Regions from separate parts of the Sus scrofa genome. Here region 1 is linked to region 2. The links are chromatin contacts, called in public Hi-C maps. All regions are on one chromosome and are shown on one strand. The core of a region is the stretch at or near the end of the contact, and the rest is flanking DNA. Distances in the headings are between cores, read along the strand shown.

The links. Hi-C and Micro-C count contacts between places; a contact is called where the count stands out from the background.
Region 1: a Hi-C map of liver shows a contact between it and region 2, with 9 times the contacts expected there. A contact is called at or near these places in 1 of 5 promoter capture datasets (liver) and 8 of 47 Hi-C or Micro-C datasets (embryonic fibroblasts, epiblast stem cells, liver and 2 more).

What each region holds. Positions count from the first base shown.
Region 1 is chr3:37,488,167-37,491,452 of Sscrofa11.1, forward strand. It overlaps PPL (periplakin), which reads left to right. Exons shown (of 22, transcript XM_013995670.1): 3 at 2,768-2,922. Among named protein-coding and RNA genes, the nearest start is that of PPL, 29 kb to the left of the region's middle.
Region 2 is chr3:37,441,322-37,444,504 of Sscrofa11.1, forward strand. It overlaps SEC14L5 (SEC14-like protein 5), which reads right to left and starts at 1,807. Exons shown (of 16, transcript XM_003124623.4): 1 at 1,551-1,807; 2 at 773-888. The coding sequence starts at 835.

The sequences.
Region 1 (3,286 bases), core at 340-2,839, 47 kb after region 2:
CCCACTGAGCAAGGGCAGGGACTGAACCCGCAACCTCATGGTTCCTAGTTGGATTCGTTAACCACTGCGCTACGACGGGAACTCCCTGTTTTTCGTTTAAAAATTGAGATGCCCATAAGATAAAATTAACCTTTTCAAGTTCAACTTTGTGGCACCTTGTACCTTTACAGTGTTGTGTGGCCACCTCCTCTATCTGGTTCCAAGGCCCCTTCGTCATCCCAGCTCTGCGCCTATTAGCGGTCTTCCCCCCCCCGGCAACCACTAATCAGCTTTTTGTAATTATCCTAATTTTTTGTTTCTTTGGCTGCAGCCACAGTGTGTGGAAGTTCCCAGGCCAGGGATGGAACTCATGACACAGCAGCAACCCAAGCCACAGCAGTGAAAACACCAGGCCCTTAACCTGCTGTGCCGCCGGGAAACTCCTAGCTTAATTTTTTTTTAGGGCTGCACCTATGGCATATGGAAGTTCTCAGGGTAGGGGTCGAATTGGAGCTGCAGCTGCCAGCCTTCACCACAGCCATAGCAACATGGGAACTGAGCGGCGTCTGCAACCTATACTGCAGCTCACAGTAACACCAGATCCTTAACCCTCTGAGTGAGGGATGGAACTTGCATCCCCATGGCTCCTCGTTACTGCTGAGCCGCAATGGGAACTGCCTTTTTTTTTTTTTTTTTTTTGCTTTTTTTCCCTATGTTATTTTTTTTATTCTTTATTTTTTGGTCTTTTTGCCTTTTCTCGCCTGCTCCTGAGGCATATAGAGGTTCCCAGGCTAGGGGTCCAATCAGAGCTGTAGCCGCCGGCCTGTGTCAGAGCCACAGCAACACAGGATCCGAGCCACGTCTGCACCACAGCTCACAGCCACGCCGGATCCTTAACCCACTGAGCAAGGCCAGGAATCGAACCCGCAACCTCATGGTTCCTAGTCGGACTCGTTAACCACTGCGCCACGGCGGGAACTCCCCTAGCTTATTTTTTAAACGCTGCTAAAGTTGGAGGGATTAGAGAACATCCATGTCTCCACCGCCCAGATTCTGCCAGCGATGTCTGCTGGACTGGCTTCATCACAGGTCTGTCCATCAGCCTGTGGGTCATTCAGTCCCTACGATATTTTTTACTTTATTATTATTATTATTATTTTTCTCTTTCTTTTTAGAGCCGAACCCATGGCATACAGAAGTTCCCAGTGTAGGGGTCGAATCGGGACAGCTGCACGGCCACAGCAACGCTGGATCCGAGCCACGTCTATGACCCTCACCACAGTGCATGGCAATGCCAGGATCCTTAACCCACTGAGCAAGGCCAGGGATCGAACCTGTGCCCTCATAGGTACTAGTTGGGTTTGTTACCGCAGAGTCATGAAGGGAACTCCTGATTTTTGTTTACTTTAAAGTGAAACACATGTAAGGTCTCTGGAGAGTATCCAGATGTTAAGGGTTCACCCTCCCACGTTCCTGTGCCAGTAGGTCGCCCCGGCACCGTTCCTGGGGTGAGGGTGGAGCACGTTTCCAGAAATGTCCCAGGGACCTTCCCAGTCCGTCCTGCCCAGAGGTAACCACTGTGCAGCCTGCGTCCTCATCGATCCGTCTTGCCCGACGGTGGACTCTTGAACGCTTCCCCTCCACGCGGCTCGCTCCGTGCTCTCTCCCCCTCATCGGGGGGTGCTGGCCTCCCCCCACAGCACCTGCGCCTCTGAATTAGGAAATGATTAACTGACGTCCCTCTTGTGCAGAATTAATCCGTGGCACTATCACTGACCAGCAGAGCTTCAGATCAGCGGGTGATGATGGAACGAATAAAATTCCCCCACGCCAAGGATCATGATGTTTCGTTGTATTTCCTGTCGTTGCTATCAATTTTTAACTGGCCAGCCCCAGCCGTGGCACACTAATGGCCCAGTGCCTCTGGTCTTGTGACACTCGGGCCTCAACTCCAAGGCCCTCCAGGCCCTGGGTGCCCCCAGCCCTCAGCCCTCCCCCTACCGGCCTGGGTGGGGTAGGCTAAACACCTTATCTTCCTCTGAGAGGAAGCCGTTCCACTTTTTCCTTTTGCCATTCTTCCCTTCCGTCTTCTTTTTTCTTTTCCTTTCTTTCTTTCTTTTTTTTGCTTTTTAAGGCCGCACCTATGTTATATGAGGTTCACAGACTAGGCGTCAAATTGGAACTACAGCCACAATGTGGCGTAGGCTGGAAGCTGCAGCTCTGCTTGGACTCCTAGTCTGGGAACCTCCATGTAAGGCAGGTGGGGCCCTAAAATAGCAAAAAAAAAAAAAAAAAAGGATAGATGAGGTGCACTGTGCCTTCTCCCACTTTCTCCCTATGCCTCCTTCCAGCCTCAATCACAGAGGTCCTTTCCTGCCGCAGGGCCTTTGCACAGGCTGTTCCCTCTGCCTAGGACACTCTTCCCAGTCTTCCTTTAGTCTTAGGCTGTGTCACTGCCTCAGAAGGGCCTCACTGACCCCTGGAGCAAGTCTCCCACATTCCACCTCTGCTGCGTTCCCTTGGTAACACCAGCTTGTATGAACTTGCAGTCACCCTTCTGCGGCTCATTTGTTGACCTGCCTTCCTGGGGGGTCTCCCCTGGGCTGGGCTGGGCGGGGCCAAGGCTCTGCACTGCTGCCTTCCCAGCCCAAGCTGCCACAAGGAGGCACAGGACAGAGCCAGAGGAGCCTGTCCTCTGCCCCTCTCCTCCTCCCACCCCTCCTGTCCTGTGCCCACTGAGTCCCCGCCCACCGTCCCCCCCCCCAGCCCTTTCTTGTGACTCTCACAGGATCTGGCCGGGCTGCAGGAGGGCCGGCAGCCCGAGCACCGGGACGTGGCCTTGCAGAAGGTGTCGGACTCGGAGAAGCTTCTGTACGTGCTGGAGGCAGATGCGGCCATCGCCAAGCAAATGAAGCACCCCCAGGGGGACATGATCGCTGAGGAGTAGGTCCCCTCCATTTCGGGTCCTGGGGGTGCTGCTCAGGGCGGGGCAGGGGGCTGCAGCCCTTGCAGCATTCAGGAGCCCAGTCAGGGTTCGTCGAGGGTCTAGCACACACCAGACATTTTGCGGTCAGGGAGGCTGGGGCTCAGGGTGCTGGTGTCCCCTGTTCTGGTCATAGTGTGACCACAGCCCCCGACCCCCACGCTTGCGAACACACTCTCCCCATGCCCGATGCCCAGCTGGCTTCCCAAATGCGTGGCTCTCGCCTCAACTCAGATGTGGACGAACCACTGTCCTTGTCGCAGCCCAGACCATCCTACGGCCCTTTTGGATGGTGGGCTCCAAAAACCTGCCTGTTTCTTCTGG
Region 2 (3,183 bases), core at 557-3,056:
AGGAGGCTGAGGGCTCAGGAGCCAATTCTGTGCCACCTAGTTAGTCTGAACCCTGAAAACAGCTGCTCCCAGGCCCTCCCTGCCCACTGGCATCCCCCCCTTTCCTGGTCTTAGCTTTCTTGGAAGAGAAGGAAGGGGAGCAGAGGGGAGGGGTGGGAGCAGAGGGAGGACACTGGGGGTGTTGTGGCTAAACTCTAGGTTCTGGAGCCACTGTCCACACCCCCTTGTGGATCCAGGCCTGGCTTTCCCTCTTCCTGGCCCCAGAACTTAAAGCCGTCCTTTCACCTGTCCAAGCTTCACTTTAGTGGAGGTAAAATGAGAATGAGAAGAGCTGCTGGAAATTACACGAAATAACATCTGTAAAGACTTAACGCCACAGACCCTCAGTGAATGGCTGCTGTCATCATCATTAGTATATATATAATAATAACTATTATTATTACACAAAATGACAGCAGTGGTTTGGCCCCTGACATGCTTGTTTTCTATTGAAGGGGACCGAGATAAGAGGACAGATAAGCTTCAACAAGGAAAGGAGGGAAAGACCTTGTGTTTTGGTCAGTGGGCAAGGGTTCCGGAAGTTGTGATGAAAGGTGGGACGGCCAGGCGAAGGGTCCTGGTTAGAGGCTGGACCCACCCAGTCAGTGGAGTAGCTCATTAATTCCTTCTGATCGGGGGGTTCAAGGGGGTCTCCCTCTTCTTACCATCAGAGCTGACCTCTGGTATCCCTCCACCCGTCACACAAGGGACCTCAGGGTCGGGGGTCACTCACCGCCATGACCAGCTCGAACGGGTACTTGTAGACGCGGACAGGAGACTGGTACTTCTGCACCATGTTCTTGCAGGACGACCAGCGAGAGCCACCCAGGCAGGAAGTGGGCACGGAGCCTGAGTGAGGGCGACTGGTGAGGCGGCAGCGCCCACCCTGTGAAGCAGGAGCCCTGCCCACTGCTCCCTAGCCAGGGGCAGGCCCACCCTTGGCGCCACCCACACATCTCCTCAAGTCAAGGGGGCCAGGGATCCCCAGATTACTTTGGGCCAGTCCCCAAACCCCTGTTCTGTCCGTTACCCTTGGCCCCCGACCACTCTCCCTCCTCAGGATTAATCGGTACACACAACGTTTGGGCCCCACCCCTTCATGCTGAGGGTCATGGAAAACCCAGTAAGTCCAAATGGAAACACATACATTCGCAGTTCTCACACTCCCACAATTCCTTCACCCACGCAGCCCACAGCCTGCCACCGACATCCGGAACACACAGTCCCCCCAAGATTCATTGCACCTGCCCTCCCATTTTCCTCCAAGACACATTAACATTCAGTCCTCACCAAATTTCACACGCACACACATGTACGACTGCCCTCCCACACGGGGCTGCCCTTGCAAACGCACTCAACTTTGCACACACACCCAGCTCCCCGGAGCACGCACCTACCCAACTCCAGGCTCTCATATAATTCTCCTGATGCGCACAGACGTTCACACACATGCACACACACCGATGTACACGCACACACGCACATCCCCCCCCACCCCCAGCCCTGCTCACCGTCGCCCTCGGAGTCTCCTGGGACACAGCCCCAGGGCAGTGCGGAGCTGAGCCCTCCAGGGTCCCCTGCGGCCGCCTGGCCCGAAGCTCAGAGCCTGGGACTGGGTGCAGCTGCGGTCGCTGAGCTGGGGGCGTCTGATCCTGCACACCCTGCGGCCGGGCGGGTCAGGGAGGGACTTAAGGGACGGGAGCTAGCCCTGCCGGGGCGGGAGCGCTCCAGGACCCAGGACAGCGGAGATCTTGGACTGGCTCCGCCCTCGTCCCCCCAGCCAACCCCTTTCCTCCGCCCCCGGCTCAGCCATGGCCCCGCCCAGATTTACCCCGCCCTGGGCAGGCCCCGCCCCAGCCTGGCCCCGCCTTGGACTGGCCCCATCCCAGTCTTAGTCCCGCCTTTTATTCTACACTTCCTTGTTTGACCACGCCCCGCCCCGCCCTTCCTCCCGTATGGCCCCGCCTCACGCAGGCCCCGCCTCCATAGGTCCCGCCCCTAAAGCACTCGCCTCGCGCGTGGCCCAGCCCCAGGAAGACCCCGCCCCCAGGCTGCGGCTCTAATCTAGCTCTGCCTCCAGGCGAACCCTTGCTTGTCCCGCCCCTCTATCCCAGTACAGTTCCCTAACTCGGGCCAACCCTCTCTCCTCCTGGACTCTGAGTCCGGTCCCTCCACTGGCCACGCCCCAGAACCCTCTCGGTTCTGCCCCGAGTAGCAGGCCTGTCGGTATCTGGTATCTTTCATTCACTTTGCAGTTGTTTACACATCGCTTAAGTGTTAGGACTTATCAAGTGCTGAAGAGTCATCAGTGAACAAAACAGGTAGAGTTTTGTGGAGTTTACATTCCAGTGGGGGAGACAGACATTCGATAAGTGAGCCAAATATATAGCATTATGTGAGATGGGGGAAAATGCCAAGGTGAAAAAAATAAACAGGGAAGGGATTCAAGGAGTGAAGGAGGTCCTGTTGTGGCTCAGCGGAAATGAACTGGGCTAGTACCCATAAGGATGCGGGTTCGATCCCTGGCCTCGCTCAGCGGGTTGATACGGCAGGGAGAGTGTGTACAGGGAGACAGATATATCATTACACTTGTGACAACCAATCCTTTTTCTTCCTTCCTAGCATTGTGTCACACTCTGCAATCACCTCCTTTATTCATCCATTCATTTATTTGTAGGTCTGTCCAAGGAGAGCGTGAGCTCCGCGAGAGCAGAGACTGTGTCTTGTCTGTCTTATTCATTTGCCCCACGGCAGCAGGGTCTTCCTGGGGATCTGGCAGCCGTAGATGCTCAGTGCGTTTTCTTGGCTAAAGGTTGTCCAGGGTAGAAATGGAGCACGCGATTCCTATCATTGCCACAAGGTGGCAGCAAAAGACCGTCAATGGCTCCTTCTTGGTTAAGGTTATCAAAGCTGGAAATGGAGCGCACGATTCCCATCCTTGCCACAAGGTGGCAGCAAAAGACTGTCAATGGCTCCTTCTTGGGTAAGGCTAAAAATAGAGTGCACGGCCCCCATCTTCGCCACACGGTAGCAGCAAAAGCCCGTCCACGGCTCCTTGGGTCTTCTAGAAGGGGAAATTGCTGGGCAAGGTAGGAGTAGAGGGAAGATCCGCTCTACTGTAGGTTCATCAGAGAAATTCCCAGG